4 separate regions of the Mus musculus genome follow, and all the other regions are linked to region 4. A link is a contact called in public ChIA-PET and HiChIP or PLAC-seq data. All regions are on one chromosome and are shown on one strand. The core of a region is the stretch at or near the end of the contact, and the rest is flanking DNA. Distances in the headings are between cores, read along the strand shown. Region 1 overlaps Rbms1 (RNA binding motif, single stranded interacting protein 1). Region 2 has its middle 29 kb from the start of Rbms1. Region 3 has its middle 57 kb from the start of Gm33436. Region 4 holds the start of Tank (TRAF family member-associated Nf-kappa B activator).

Region 1 (3,744 bases), core at 43-2,542, 720 kb after region 4:
TCCCAGGGATCCAACTCAGGTAATCAGGTTTGGCAGCAAGTATCTTTTCCCACTGGGCCATCTCAAAAGCCTCAAATGTGTTTGGTTGTTGTTTGTTTGTTTTGGTCATTGTTATGTCACTGAAGACCAGGCTGACTAGAGAGCCTCCTGTTGCATTTATGAAATAAGAAAGGCCCAGAAGCTCGGTGTGGTGGTGCGCACCTTTAATGCCAATACTGGGGAGGGAGGTGGACCTCTTGTGTTTGAGGACAGCCTGGTCTACAGAGAGAGTTCTAGGACATCCAGGACTACACAGAGAAATCCCTTCTTGAAAGACAGAAACAACAAACAACCAAAAGTGCCACAGGTTAAAGCATCTCCCAGCAGCCAGCTCATCCTCACATAAGAGAAAGAAGCCCAGGGAAGGCCAGAGTGTTTGCCCTGACCATTTTAACTTGGCCCCACCGCTTGTGATCTCAAGTTTGTTCAGAAGGCCATTATAATATAGAACTGAAGCCTAGGGAGAGAAGTCTTGGGAGTAAGAGAAGATATTCCAGGGAGCAGGGTGTCAAAGGGGGGGGGGGTGGTGGAGCGTAAGTTCTAACCATCCAGGAAGGAGCAGGCTGGGCCTTTGACACAGTAGGTGACAGAAATACCAGAACTCTGAAAGAATGCGGAGCCTCGGCAGCTCTTGCAAGGAGAGCTTGTTGGCTCCAGTAAAGGATGCCCAGAGGTCATGGAAGACAAAGGCTGGTGAAAGGCAGCTGGAATTGTCTGTTGAGAGGTCACGATGTGTGTCTGTGGGTCTGAGGTTTCCACAGAACACTGTGTGTGCAATGGGGCAGGAGGAGTGAGCAGGAGGAAGCACATTCCAGAAGGTTTAAAGAAGAGATGAGTGAGGAGGGAGTGTCTTTCGGAAAGTCAAGCACCAGAAGAAAAAGAGAGTCCCTCCCAGTTGAAGAGTGACAGCCCTGACTGTTTTAATCTGTTGGAGGTCCTTTCAAGAGCTGGTGGGGGTAGGCTTTGCTCTTAAGAGCCACTGAGGCAAGTGTTAGCCCTATATTGGAAGGAGCCAGATGTGAGAATGTCAGAGCCAGCTAGGGTTAGTTGTGACACTGAGGTGTCAGTGGGGTGTTGGGTGTTTAGTTCCTAGAGACCAGACGGGAGACCATCAGAGACGGAACTGCAGTCTCAAGGAGTCCTGACAGGAGGCTTTAGAGTTCTTGGGAAATTGGTGAGCACCAAAACAGATGAAGAAAGGATGAGTAAGTGGGGGGAGGGCAGGGCGGAGGGGAGCTGGGAGGGGAGCTGGGAGGGCCAGCTGTCTGAGTCAGCCAGACACTGAGATCTTCAGCAGTCAGTGGGCTGGGTTCTGAGGAATGGGTTAGTGTGGTGTTTGTCATTGGTAAAGTGAGAACTGTATAAAACTTGAGCATTGATTGTTAGGCGTGCTGGAGGAGGTAGATAACTCAGGGAGGCCAGACATGTTCAGAATAAGGAGCCTGGCAGCTCCCTTCAGATGCAAAGAAAAGTCTGGGGGGTGAAAAAGAGAAAAAATAAAACTGTCATTTCAGTAACATAGTTTTTAAAATAAAATATGTTTTAACTATATTCTTTCCCTCTCCCCAACTCCTCCCCACCTAACTTCAAAACAAGGAAAACAAAACAGTAAAATTAAAACCAATTAAAAAGAAGAAAACAAGACAAAAATACTAAAACACAACAAAAGAGGCACACTAAAAAACAAACAAGAGTCTAAGGAGCCCTTTCATGCTGACCAAGTGCTGTTAGGCATGGGGCCTGCCCTGAAGTATGGTTGACAAGCAGGGTCAAAACTGACAGTGTAGTAATAGTAAGACTATCACACCCTAGGTCTCCAGCGTGGGAATCATGGTACAAACCCTGATCTTGCCTGGTGGCCTTGTTGGAGTAGATGAAAGAACAGTACTGTCTTCCTTGTACAGGCAGAGGACGTGGGTGGCCTCTACTATCCTGTTGCTTCTCTTATAGTAGTTTTAGAATGAATCAAGTTCTGTTATATTTTCCCCATTTTTAAAGTGATCCTATTTTTCTCTCGCAGCCTCCCAAGTCCAGGAATTCTAGGCCTACACCATCATACACAGCACCCAGTCTTGTTTCATAGAGAATGAACCACAAACTGATTATTGTGGGTTTTTTTTTTTTTAACCTGACCCTTTACTTCAGTTTAAGAAATTTCACTGACACTGTTTGAAAGCATCCCAAGTTGCTTTGAAAGACAAGATGTGGAGATAGTTGGCTTTCAACAAACTCATTAGTTGTATGGTTGTGAGGACATTTCTTAACATTTCTTAGGTCTTCCTTTTCTCAACACAAAAATTCACGAGAATGGCTACTTGACATTCTTGAGGTGGAAGGGGGACTCATGTGTGCCATCTGACACAGCTGCTCTCACTTGTCCCTGCTTCCCTTGTGAGGTGTCCCCTCACAAGTCAGTTTATGTAAACACGTGTGGAGGCTGTGTAATCCTAACAGTGGAAGGAACTGTCATCATTCCGATCATTGTCAGAAAATGTGAGGAAAGGCTAAAACCATTCAGCCCTCACTGGAGAATTTATACACCGGTGTTGTGCCGGCACTGCCCAGACCTGTGAACAGTGCAGAGATGCTAAGGGCTCTTGAGTGGATGCTCCACAGTTAGGCATTTTGATATCTGGTTCTAAGCTCCTGAACTTTGTTACTTAAAGCTGCTTCCCAGTTGTGTTCACTGAGATTTTCTCATTCTATGAAATGTTGAACGTGTTCCAGGAATTAAGATACTCAGTGTTGAGAAAGTTGGCGGTATCACGCGCTGCTTAGCGTAGCTGAGGAGAAGTTTTTGAACTTCTGCAAGTGAAAATATTTATCCAGTTGTGTATGTATTTCATTCATTTTCTGGAATTACTTGATCGTGGGACTCCTTAGTCCTACGTTATTAACAGTATGTTTGAAACAGTTTAAGCAACACTAGCTTTAAAGGAATCTTTACATTTGGCGTTGGAAGGGGTCGTAGAGATTATCTGGCCATGTGTCTGGTTTAATTTCTCCCGAAAGAGCTAACATCCAAAGCCATCCAGGAACGGTGAGGTCTCCCAACTTGGGAAGCTTACCTTTTTGACTCAACCGTGTGAGATCCCGTTTTTTACCATTTTAGTTTCCACTTAGGCTGCATCCTTGCACCACAGCCATCATAATGAACATTAGTAAAGACTGTATTTTTTAAATAATGGTTGAGGGATCTTCAGAATTACTTTCATGAAAGGTGTTTGAAAGCCTCTCTGTGACCAGATTGGTCCTGTGGTGGGCATGTGTTGAGTGAAGCCACTGTAAGTCAGCTTTCATTTCTCTTTTTGCTTTTAATTTCTTTTCTCTTAAGGCTGGTTTCCCCATCTCTTCTATTACTGCTTTTTCAAGCATCTACTAAATCAGGATAACTGTGACTTGGGAAAGCAACCCAGTTTAAAGTACCAGTGATCTGGAAAACCCACACACAATTATTAATGAATATTCTTTTGTTCTCAAGATTAGTTTCGTCTTTTCCATTTAATTGGCTGTGGGTAGGCACATTTGCATGATGTTAGCCTCTTCCTGCTTTACTCTAGCAGGCAGGGTTTGCTGTGTGGTTTCTGGGCACAAGTTCCTGTGTAGGGGAGAACTTTGCAATGCCCCTGTGCCAAGAGCCCACCATGGATGCCGGTCATGTGCTCTGAGGGGCCACTCCCCTGCGTTGTTATCAGAGATACTGCA
Region 2 (3,722 bases), core at 339-2,838, 680 kb after region 4:
CCATTTCTCCGTTTAGAAATAATATCCATGCTTATACCTTTATCTATTTAAATATTTTTCCAGCATAATTTCATGGTAGGGAAACAAAGCCATCTCCTCCACAGCAAACAAGATGGGGGTGTAAATCTAGCACTGATCTACCCAGGCTTACAATCCTTGAAAAATCCTCCCACAGCTAGCTGCATTAATATTCATGACATGAAAATAAAAGGCAGCTTGTGGGTTGGGCAAAGGTGAGTTCTGGAATGGGCTTCCAGGATGGGAAAGCCTGGAGGCTAGGTTTGTCCAGCCACCCCTTCCCACCTTCAAATCCCAGCCAAGCTTAGAATTCCTTTGCTGAACACAGCCTTTCTAAGTGTTAGAAAGCATGCACTTTCGGACACCAATGTACATCCCGGAACCCACGCAGTTCCGGGAACCGTGCACTTCCGGGAACCCGAGCACTTCCGGAAACCCATTACTCCCCTAGCTTCCATTTAATTTACTTTAGTTGCCAGTGAGAATAAGGATGAGACCAATGCAGCAAGAAACCTGGAGGGTGAGCTTTGCAGGTCGTGACACTCAGAGATGTGTTCAGTCCCACGTAAACGTGAATGAAGCGGGACCACTCAATCTTCCTAGTTGCCCCTTTCATTCAGAATAAAACTTTGGAAGCAAGTTGGGCAGTGACGTTTAGAAAGACACGGGGTAACAAATCAACTCAAAGCTTTGTGGCTTGAAACAGTTGTAATTTAGTATTTCTCACGATCGGGAAGTTTGACGGCGCCTGGCTGTTTTGCGGGCACTGGATGGGATGTGCCTGTGAGCTACATTCAGCCAGTTTACTCAGCTACATTCAGTTAGCAGTTCAAAGCTACGTGTGATGGTGATACACTCCTGTACTTCTCGCCTCATGGGATTCGGAAGCAGGAGAATTGCTTGATTCTGGGAGTTCACTGCCAGCCTGGTCAACATGGCAATTGCCTGTCACAAATAAGCAAGCAAGCAAGCAAACTAGCACACAGCTGAGCACTTGCCCGGACTAAGAAGCCCATTTCACTGTTAACAGCTGGCTTATCTTGCCTTGCTGTTAGCTTTTCTCTCTCTTCACACAGGTAGTCTGGTGTGTGTCACTTCTGCTGGCTTCATTTCTTGCCTCGTGGCTGGCTTCCAAGATACTGAGTTAAAGCGGCCAGGCACATGTGACTTACTCTGTTGGTCAAAGCAGGCTACCATACCAGCTGATACGGGTGCAGTGGTGTGCCCATGGCTGAAAGAAAGGAATCCACAGTGGCTGCTTGCAGATTACCAATTCAAGCTATTTCCATGTGTTGCCTAACCATTTTAGAGAACCTGCTAATTTTAACTTGCTGCCGTGAAGATTATGCAACCCTGCTTAGTGGGTGCACTGCGCAGGGGACTTTTTAAATCCAAATAATGTTGATCAAAACTCCTCCCCCAACCTGCTTTTGGTTATTTATACTTATTAAATAATAGCTTGCTTCTGTGATGGAATGTTGATTTATGTTTTGTAACTAAGTCTTTTGGATAATTTGATGAATGCATTCTTAATTGGGAGCAAATTTAGACAGAATTGATTTAGTCTAGACCAGGATCTTCTTCTGGTATTGCGGCATCAGATCCTGGTTGGCCTCTTCTTGTAATCCCTCCTATTTCCTGGAGGAATGATACAAGTTCATTTTCTCATATTCAGGAATGGTCTTAAAAAACAAGTGTAAATTTTTTGGCAGGGAAAAATAAGGCTGGCATAGAAAGTCCCAAGATAACCAGGGTTACACTGTGAGGCCCCATCTTGAAAAATCCAAATTAAGTAATTAGTTAATTAATGAATTAAGCTAGAATTTTAACATGGAAAAATTTCAAATACAAAGACTACTCTAAGGTTTGATAAGTACAAATAACTGACATTCCTAATTATAAAATGTGTTTTATAACTCATAAATATTTAGTTCTCTGAAGAAAGGAAGATAGAAGTTATAGTATTGATGTTCTGGGCACCTTTAGCAAGCTGTCTAACTTCAGACCTTTGTTTTAATAAACCGAGAATAATTTATTCTCTGCTTACCTCAGATGGTATGTATAAAGCTTAATGAAAAAAAAAACTATTTAGGACCACATATAAGATATAACTGGGCAGACAAAGTATCTATGTGCAAAAAGTGAGAAACAAATTATTTAGATAGGTGATAAACAGATAAATGGATAGGTGGATGGATAGATAGGCAGATGGACAGACACACTTAAAGGTAAATAGACAGATGACTCCCTTTCCAAAGGTCTTAATCTCATTACAGTATTTCTAATAGCAGCCAAATATGGTGACACAGGCCTTTAATGGAGGCACCCGGGAAGCAGACACAGGCAGATATGAGTTCAAGGCCAAGCTGGTCTATATACCAAGTTATTAACTAAGCCACAGTAATGGTTTAAAATAAGTCTAGTCATTTCTAGAGATGATTGGCAATAGCTAGTTTGTTTGTTTGTTTGTTTGTTTGTTTGTTTCCCTGCTCTGCTTAGTTCTACAAATTCTATAGAAAATCTGGGTCAGGCTGAACTTTGTTGGCTGAATTTCAACCCCTTTCAATGTCTGTTCTGGGAAGGTTGTTGACAGACAGAGTGACGACAGGACTCAGGACTGGGCTCCTTCTTTGAACTATGGTACCCTTTGCATGTCTCCCTTTCATTGACAGTTCTTTGATTCTTTGCAATTGAAATTCCCTTTCACGACAGACTGATAAGTCTTTTTAGAAGATAATTATAAAATAAAAAGAATTCAAGATTTCTGGTGGTCATAAAATATTTGCCATATTCAATGGTTTGCTTCTACATTTTTTCAAGGATTGAATGAACTACTTGTGACTGTTGGGACTTAAAATAATTAAAATAAAATGCACAGATCTCCAGTCACATTAACTATATACCCAGTCACTGTATATGTATGTGCCCAGCATCACAGCAACATTATAATGGACAGCAATGTCACAGGACCTACTTTTCCAACCCATGTGGTACTGTTTCTCTTCTTCAGAGTCTCCTTTTCACCTCATGTGTTTTGAATAAGCAACAAGGAGAAGAGAGTGCAAATATTTACTGTTTGTTAAATGTGTTAAATTGATGGCAATTGAATAGACCAGTCTGCCAACTGGACTAACTTTTAAATCCTTAAAATTTAATTTGTATATAGTGTTTCCTAGAGATGGTTGTAAAAAAAAGTTTTTTTTTTTTTTGCTTGTTCTCTTAGATTTATTTATTTATTTTATGTGTATGGATGTTTGCCTACTTTATATATGTGCATCACCTGCATACCTGGTGCCCTGGAGAGCAAGAAGAGGCCATTAAATTCCCTGAAACTGGAGTTAGGATGGCTATGAACCACCATATGAGTGTTGGGAGCCAAACCCAAGTCCTCTGCAAGAGCAGCAAGCACGCTTATCTCCTAAGCCATTTCTCCTATTTGCTGATCTGTTAACTTGCTTGCTTACATCGACTTTACAACAGCTCGAATCACCTGACAATTAACCCTTCTTGCGAATTGGTGACCACACATTTTGCATTGAATATTTCATTATTTAAAAAAAAAAAAAAAAAAAAAAAAAAAAAAAAAACCTTACTACAGACTTCTTTTCCACTGGGAAAGTATGCTCATATTAAAGTTTGTTGAAGTAATGTATGCCCTTTTCTCAGTTTAAACAGAATTTCTAATCCAAGATCTGTGCGGATCT
Region 3 (3,953 bases), core at 314-2,813, 840 kb after region 4:
AAGGAAAACGATTGGCTACGAGCTCTCTCTCTCTCTCTCCTTCTCCCCACCCCCCTCTCTCTCTTCCCCCCACCCCTCTCTCACTCTCATTCTCTATTAGGTAAATTTGAAAAACTAAACAAACAAACAAACAAATGACTTGGCACTTTTAAAGGTAACTTCACCAAAGACCGACGAGCCAGTAGCCAGCAGCTCCACCTATCTCAGCGTCACATCCTGTCTGTCCTTTCTTTTTTGCCGGACCAGTTTGCGGTTAGGAGAATGTGCCTTTTTTGTACCTTCGCATTAGGTTTTATAATTTTAACTGATGTATGGACTCACAGAGACAAAATTTAAAAAATTTAAAAATTAAAAAAAAAAAAAAAAAAAAGCAAGCATGAAGGAAGATTTGAATCCAGGCAGTGCCGCCCTCTGACGTCATCACTACAGGTGTTTGCGTGGAAAGAAAACCAACTTTGAAACTATGAAATTCCTGATTCATAAATACAGTTATTTCTACTTTAGTACATACAAGATAACTCACTGTTATTAACACTCTTTTTTATTAAGGCAGTTGCATACGTTTTCAAAAGCAATGGTGAATTAAGTTGTCTTCCAAAACTGTGTACTTGTCTGGTCAGCTGTACGTGATCAGTTATCTACCTCAGAGGCTATTTTTCTTTTGTGCTGGGACAGGTTGCTGGCCCTCCCTGTTTCCACCGACCAAATCCTCCTAGCTCAGGAGCTAGGGCTAAGCAGTTACTTCTTTTGAGTATTTTTTAGTTCTTAAATTTTATTGCTTGTATTTGATGATAGATGTCAGCGACATTTCATAGTTTCAAAAATCCTTGCTGCTCTGAAAGTGTAGATTCTAGTGAAAATTACATAGTCATAAGAGAAATGTGGGGTTTTTTGTTTTTGTTCTTGTTCTTGGTTTTGGTTTTGTTTCTGTTTTTGTTTTTTTTAAGTTGTGGTATTATTGGTTTTATGCTCCCTAAAACTTGTGCTTTGTGAAGTCCAGACTGAAGGCAGCACACCCTCCGTGGATCGAGTATGTTGATCAGCCCAAGACTCTCACTACTTGATATTTTTTTCCATTAGTTAAGACAGAAAGTTGATAGCTCAGTCAGTAGGGGAGGGGAGATCTGCTGCTAGGTATGTCTGAACTAAGTGCCATACTCGTCTGGGTCAGATTTGGGAAACAACCTCTGTACATATAAAAGAAAAAAAATGTCAGTTAAACATCACATAGTAGACAGCCATTAAATTATAAAAAAAATTAATTTATGAAGAAAGACCTTTTGTACAGATTGAAAAAAAAGATTTTCATAGAGATATCTATATGATCAAGAGAGTTAATTTTTTATTTTTGTTCTACTAGTGCTACATACTTGCCAGTGGTGACTTATTTACCGGTTCAAGATGACTCTGTAGTTTTCTTTCCTAGGACTTGTTAAACGCCAAAAGACATTTTTGAACTGTACATTTGATCAGATTGTTAGCTTTTTCTGTTTTATTTCTTTTGAGAACCTTTGAATAAAAACATCTGAAACTTTCTTCTTCCTGTCGGTTTTTTGAAAGTAGATGGAAGTCACACATCAAAATGTCACCTCACCTCTGACCTCGCTCGTCAGCTCAGTAGGCTGGTTCAGAATTGAGTTGAAAATTAGGTCAGATTCCATATGGACAGAAAATTCCATTTTCTTGAAAAAAAATAAGAAACCTTTCCACTCCTGTGTTGCTACTTGTTTAAATCTGTGCTATGACCTTAGATATCTATTACATATCACCTGGCCCTAAGTCCAGCCCGAACTACCCCACTCATGGTCTGCTTTGGAGCTTCTGGTTCTTTTGTGGTATTGGCAACAGTCCTTGGCCTCAGACATCCTAGGTGGTGCTCTTGCATTAATTACCCATTGCTTGGAACAAAATAAAGACATTTTCCTATTTGCAGCCAGCACTAATATGTCAAAATAACCTTATATTAAACCACAGCCTTTTAAAAGTGGGTTCTTTGTTCACAATTGGAGGCACCCATGATGCACTTGGGGGATGGGGATGGGACCTCTCTTTTCCCTCCCTGACTTGCTTTATTGAAGGCATATAATACCAAAAATTGACACCTACCCAAAGTAGAGTAAATGTTTTAATGGAGTTCATATGGTACTGTCCATATAGTTGACTCGACCAGAGTGGAGGGTAGAATTCCCACTACATTTCTTATTTTCAGTTGTTCAGTTGCTCTGTGTATGTTTGATGGAAGGCTGCTCATAAACCACAGTGCACACTTGGGAGTCAGGGGACAACTTGTGTAAGTTAAGTTCTGTCTCTGCCGTGTGACCCTAGAGATCAAATTCAGTCAGCTCGCTGCACCGTCCCGCAGGCCCTCGTTTCTGAATGACTCCTGAGGTCCGTGGCGTGCTGTCTGAATTAGGTAAGAGACATGTAGATCCCTTTACTTGGAACAGCTGAGAAACCCTATACCCAGTTCTTGATGGCTTCTTGAGCAGAGGAAATATGTCCCCTTGATGCTGAGCAATGCTTCAGAGACAAAGGATGCCACATCCCAGGCGGAGCATGGCTTCAGACAAAAAGGGCATTTCGGAACTTAAGGAATAGATGCCACCACGCTTACTAACTACATACCTATGTGCCCTTCCCTATGAATAACAGCAGAAGCCAGAGGAATCACTAAGTTGCATGGCATCGTAAGCTTTGTTAACCTAATAAGGTCTCACGTTCCCTGTGTATCCAACTGACTACATTAGACAGTCATCCCTTGGTATCCACAGGGGGTATGGGTCCTAAGACTCCATAGATGCCAAGATCCACACATACTTAAGTCCCTTAAGTAATAAATTTGTGGGGGCTAGAGATGGTTCAGTGGTTAAGAGCACTGACTGTTCTTCCCAGAGATCCTGAGTTCAGTCCCCAGCAACCACATGGTGGCTCACAACATCTGTAATGGGATCTGAGGCCCTCTTGTGGTGTAATGGAAGAGAGCTACAGTGTACTCATAAATTAAATGAATGAATAAATAAATATTTGCATATAACTGCCTATATAGTTTGAGTCATTGCTAGATCTTGTGTGATGCCTAATGCAACAAAATGCTGTCTAATAACAGTTATATTGTAACGTTCATAATGACAGGAAGATAGTCCATGCATGTGCAATGCAGAGGTATTTTTCCCTTAAATATTTCATTGAGGACTCTCTAATTCTCATGCAGAATGATGGACATGGGCTAGCCATTTCCAGGAGTTTAGGAACACCTATGTACATGGAACTTGACGTAGTTACATGTTGACTTAGTATACAAAGACAAGGGGCAGCACTTCTGTGGATAAGCCAAAGTTTGCTGGGAGGTTAGCTTGTGTCAAAATTACCTTCTAGTCGGCAAAGTGGAAAGGTTGAACTGTGGGTTGGAAAAAGGAAAAGTATGGATACAACAGTTCTCTAGTGTGTGCTTGCTGCCTTTGGTGGCATTGCAGAGTGCTAGAGTCCCGGTACCCCAGCATCCTTGACTTGATGAGTGAAGGCCCTCTGTATGTCCAAGGGAGCACAAATACAATATCAGTGGGAGAAAGGTGAGGCTCCCTAGCCCCTTAGGGACTGTTTAAATTTGGACACACAACCAACAGTAAGTAGCTTCTCCCCGTCTGCACAGCCCAAAAGAGACAGACCCAGAAACATTGCTACAGAGATCATCAGCCTATCACACTCTCCCTCTTCCCCTTTCCACAAAAAGCCTAATGTATCCAGTAGTTGGGGGAGGGCAGAAGAATCAGAACTTGGGTTTGAAGAAAGCTAAGCGGTTTCTTAAATACCAAAGCAGTGAGATCAGCATCTTCAGCCATGGCTGGGGACAGGGTGGTGACCATGTGCTCTGTGGCTGGCTGCTGTGCACTGGTCAGGATCATCAGTATCTGGGGTCACTGGCACAGCCAGGAGGTGTGCGTGCATAGCCTTCT
Region 4 (3,601 bases), core at 170-2,669:
AGCATGAAGGGTTACTATATCTGTATCTTCCTCCTGAGTTCTGGGATTAAAAGCATGAGCCACCATGCCTGGCAACAACTGTACCTTTAAGAAAGGAAAAGAAAGAAAGAAAGAAAGAAAGAAAGAAAGAAAGAAAGAAAGAAAGAAGAAAGGAAGGAAGGAAGAAAAAAAAAACGACATAAAAATCCAAACTTGGGAAAAGTGACCAACGCCAAGAGAAGAGGGTGTACAGAGTAAGCAATGATCTCATTTCCATAGGGGAGCAAAACAACGTGAGTAGGCGCCTTTAAGAGATGTGGAAGGCTTTGTCTTACATGATTGAAAACGCTTTAGCGGGGTGGTTTCATTTTCTCCTTTATCATTTGAGGGGTTCACGGCCCCTCTCAAAGGGGACAATATGGCTTTTCGCAAGAAGGTGGTGCTTGTCTTTCTGTTACTGGGCAAACGGCGGGGTGTTACTCCACCTCTCTTCACTTTCTAGCTTATCGTTTCTTCTTCATGTTAACTTCTCAAAAGTTTCTGCGAGAGAAAAAGACACCCAAGAAGGCTGCTTTGTACAGCCAGCCTAATAGTGAGAGAGCCTAAGTCCTCTGGGGGTACAGCGAGCATCTTCCCCCTTGATCGGATTTCAGGACAAGCATTGCTCTTTTTCTTCTCGTTTGTTTGCTTGCTTGCTTGTTTTTGGTGTATAACTCGTTGCCACTCAGTTTACACGACGGTGGAGACTCTACCTAATGACTGGGTGACCAGGGAAGGAGGATGGCTACTTCTGCTCTTTGAGCCTTGGCCACCCATTCTCTCCGGGACTCCTAGGGGGAAGTTACCCAACTTCTCATTGACAAGACTATGATGACACTCCACAGGAAAGCAGAGAAGGGAATTGTGCAACTCCCGGGATAGACACAAAGAGTCTATTAAGTGTTCGAGGGCATAACCGCCGGGGCGACCGGCTTCTGCGAAGTCGAGGACTCCGGGATCCCCGGCGCCCCAACACCGCAGGCCGTGCCGCGCTCGTTTCCAGCCCCGGGAAGCAGCGAGGAGAGCGGCAGTCACCCTGCCGCGACGGGTGGGGGACTGTCGTCGCGGAGCTGAGGTCACGGGCCGGGAAAGCCCCACAGGGTCAGCTCGGGGACAGGGACCCGCGCTTTCTCTCGCTCAAAATCGCGCTGTAAACTCGCTGGGGCCGCAGCTCTACTTCTCGGAGGAGACTTCGGTGCAGCGCAGCGCATCCCACACCCGCTCACACACCCCAGCCCTGCGTCCCCGGGCTCGGCCGACCCAGACTCCCTGTCTCCGCTTTTACTCACAGTGGAGGGTTCCGGCTGTGCTCGCTCACGCCACAGGTCGCCGGTGCCCGGCAGAATGACTGCAACCGGAAGTAGCTTTCCGTTCCAGTTCAGAGGGCAGCGACTGCGCTCTGAGTCATTAACGCTTCACCTTCCATCCTCAGGGCCAGCCCCGCCCCACGTCCCGCCTCTGCAGGAAAGCCCCGCCCACAAAGCCCCGCCCCGCCAAGCTCCTTGGAGGCCCGGGGCCATACAGGAAATAGCATCTGACAGTAAGAGAACCCTAAACATAAGTCATTTGTTTAAAGGTCACTTCAGTGTCTTAGCTAGAATTTTGAGCAAACAGTAAATAACTACTTCTAATATTACCTTATATGTAGGTTAGAGAACCACTCAGAAAAACTTGATATATTGTGAAATTCCTGTTTAGAGCAGGTAGGGGAAGGCCCAGGAAATTACAGTTTTCACCAGATCCTTATGCGAATATAATTGAGTTAAAGTCCACAACTTGAGAAATATTACATATACACTCGGTGTTTCCTCCCACTAGTAATACTTTCCAATGGATATACTTGCTAAAAAAAATTCAATTTCTAGTAAATTTCTCGGGGATTAAAAGTTTCTCATTATTTTATCCAGACATGCTTGAATGATAGCTGAGAGAGAAATTTCAGATGGACGCAGTGAGAAAAACATCTTTTCCGTGTTAGAACAAGAGAGTTGGGTTCTGGCTGCCCCATTTTCTCTTTAGTTCAAAGATTCAAACACTTGTCTGGTTCTAACCGTTAGCTTGAATATTTGGGGCAAATTTTAAAATTCAAACCATCGTTTAAAACTATTAAAAAACTTTCATCAGCTGCGGTTGCTCACAGAAAACCTAAGCAAGATCCAACCAATCAACCTGCTACCACAGTGGTGGGTGGGGTTCACAAGCCCATATGTCAAACCAGTATCTGTGAGGAGCTAAGGGCAGTGGGTGGACTTGAGGGGAGGAGGCCAGTTTTATTTAGGGTGTGTCTCATGCTTCAGTAGATGATACTATGTCTGAATTTATACAGGCAGCACAAACTGGACTTTGTGGTCACTTGGGGTGGGAGGTGGAGGTCATAAGGTTGGGAGAGGGGATGGATCTAGGAGGAGTTGAGGGGGATATGGTCAGAACATTGTGGGGCTGGAAAGATGGCTCAGAGGTTAAACACATGATTGCTCTTCCAGAAGACCCCCGTTTAATTCCCAGCACACACATGGCAGTTCACAACTGTCTGTAACTCTGGTTCCAGGGGATCCTATACCCTCACCCAGACATATATGCATTATAATATATTTCTAAAGGAAAAATAGAACAAACACATTATATGATTCTTTAAAAAATATTATAAAATATTACTCAAAATTTTAACAAGCAGAACTTCCCACCTATAACATTTAGATCAAGTAAACACTTTTTCCCACTAAGTCATCAAGTTAATTGTGACACAGCACTGCTCATATTAAAATAAAACAAAATGACTTGTTTTCTCTAGAGCAGGGTTAGATGCAAAGTAAATTGAGAGAAAGGTCTAGAAACTTCCAGCATGTTCCTCATCTTCATCCTCAGTGCTGAGGTGGAAAAAACTGCTAGCAAGAACAATGTTCTAATTTTCATGAGGAAAAAATAAATTATCAACTCCTTAAGGCAGATGCAAAGAATATGAAAGATGGTAAGTGTGTATCTATTTTGTTAGCGCAGTAATGAAGGAAAGTTTCTGTCTGTGCCAGTCCTCATTCAGTGTTTTTAGTATTCTAGATTTTGGTTGTTCTAACAGGCAATTGTGTCTTGATTGATTTAACTGATGACTTCTGGGAGAGGAAGTGTTTTCTTTAAGGGCACATGGCCTTTCTTTGCATATGCTTATATTAGTTGTTTTTTAAACAGGTCTAGATAGCCAGGAAATTTCTATGTAACCAGGCTGGCCTTGAACTCACAAACATCTGCTTGTTCATGTTTCCTTGGTACTAGAATTAAGGGCATGAGAGGCCACGGGCCTCCTGATAATATCTTTGGAAGAGTAGAAATTTCACATTTTAATGAAATCTAGTTCATTCAGCATTGGTTTTGAGTACACTTGAAGCTGCTTTAGAAATTCCTTGTTAAAATTATAGAATTAATAATACATTAAGAACACAAGGCTGACTACATAGGCAGTTAGAAATATAGATGTGCTGCAAACTTTGAATAAGGAAAATATGCATTTCTTACACATAGATTTTTTTTATTTTCCATTCCCATGATGTTTAGTCATGAAGAGAAATGACTGTACATGTGCAACGGGCCT

Evidence for each region. ChIA-PET counts read pairs in DNA pulled down with a chosen protein or histone mark. HiChIP or PLAC-seq counts read pairs in DNA pulled down with a chosen protein or histone mark.
Region 1: a contact with region 4 is called in an RNA polymerase II ChIA-PET map of memory CD8 T cells, with 10 read pairs. The contact joins the enhancer-like site here to the promoter of Tank in region 4. A contact is called at or near these places in 6 of 39 promoter capture datasets (the 3T3-L1 cell line, 3T3-L1-derived adipocytes, the C10 cell line and 2 more), 1 of 484 Hi-C or Micro-C datasets (B cells), 1 of 115 datasets of contacts at active chromatin or transcription factors (memory CD8 T cells) and 2 of 9 other capture datasets (adipose tissue and pancreatic islet).
Region 2: an H3K4me3 HiChIP or PLAC-seq map of bone marrow-derived macrophages shows a contact between it and region 4, with 2.8 times the contacts expected there. The contact joins the enhancer-like site here to the promoter of Tank in region 4. A contact is called at or near these places in 4 of 39 promoter capture datasets (the 3T3-L1 cell line, liver and stem cell-derived epiblast-like cells), 1 of 484 Hi-C or Micro-C datasets (B cells) and 4 of 115 datasets of contacts at active chromatin or transcription factors (acute myeloid leukemia, bone marrow-derived macrophages, large pre-B cells and 1 more).
Region 3: an RNA polymerase II ChIA-PET map of memory CD8 T cells shows a contact between it and region 4, with 8 read pairs. The contact joins the enhancer-like site here to the promoter of Tank in region 4. A contact is called at or near these places in 4 of 39 promoter capture datasets (the 3T3-L1 cell line, liver and pre-B cells) and 6 of 115 datasets of contacts at active chromatin or transcription factors (the 230-238 cell line, bone marrow-derived macrophages, extraembryonic endoderm stem cells and 3 more).

The regions. Positions count from the first base shown.
Region 1 is chr2:60,868,204-60,871,947 of GRCm38.p6, reverse strand. All of the region lies in intron 1 of Rbms1 (RNA binding motif, single stranded interacting protein 1), which reads left to right. Among named protein-coding and RNA genes, the nearest start is that of Rbms1, 11 kb to the left of the region's middle. Within about 2 kb of position 1,292, at least 124 of the 459 cell types and tissues checked have an H3K27ac peak or open chromatin away from gene starts, as enhancers often do. A contact at or near this core is called in adipose tissue and memory CD8 T cells, where this site is marked.
Region 2 is chr2:60,908,492-60,912,213 of GRCm38.p6, reverse strand. It overlaps a transcript of Rbms1 not described here. Among named protein-coding and RNA genes, the nearest start is that of Rbms1, 29 kb to the right of the region's middle. Within about 2 kb of position 1,588, at least 62 of the 459 cell types and tissues checked have an H3K27ac peak or open chromatin away from gene starts, as enhancers often do. A contact at or near this core is called in acute myeloid leukemia, bone marrow-derived macrophages and liver, where this site is marked.
Region 3 is chr2:60,747,776-60,751,728 of GRCm38.p6, reverse strand. It overlaps a transcript of Rbms1 not described here. Among named protein-coding and RNA genes, the nearest start is that of Gm33436, 57 kb to the right of the region's middle. Within about 2 kb of position 1,563, at least 26 of the 459 cell types and tissues checked have an H3K27ac peak or open chromatin away from gene starts, as enhancers often do. A contact at or near this core is called in memory CD8 T cells, where this site is marked.
Region 4 is chr2:61,590,915-61,594,515 of GRCm38.p6, reverse strand. Tank (TRAF family member-associated Nf-kappa B activator) reads right to left here and starts at 1,419. Exons shown (of 8, transcript NM_001164072.1): 1 at 1,308-1,419.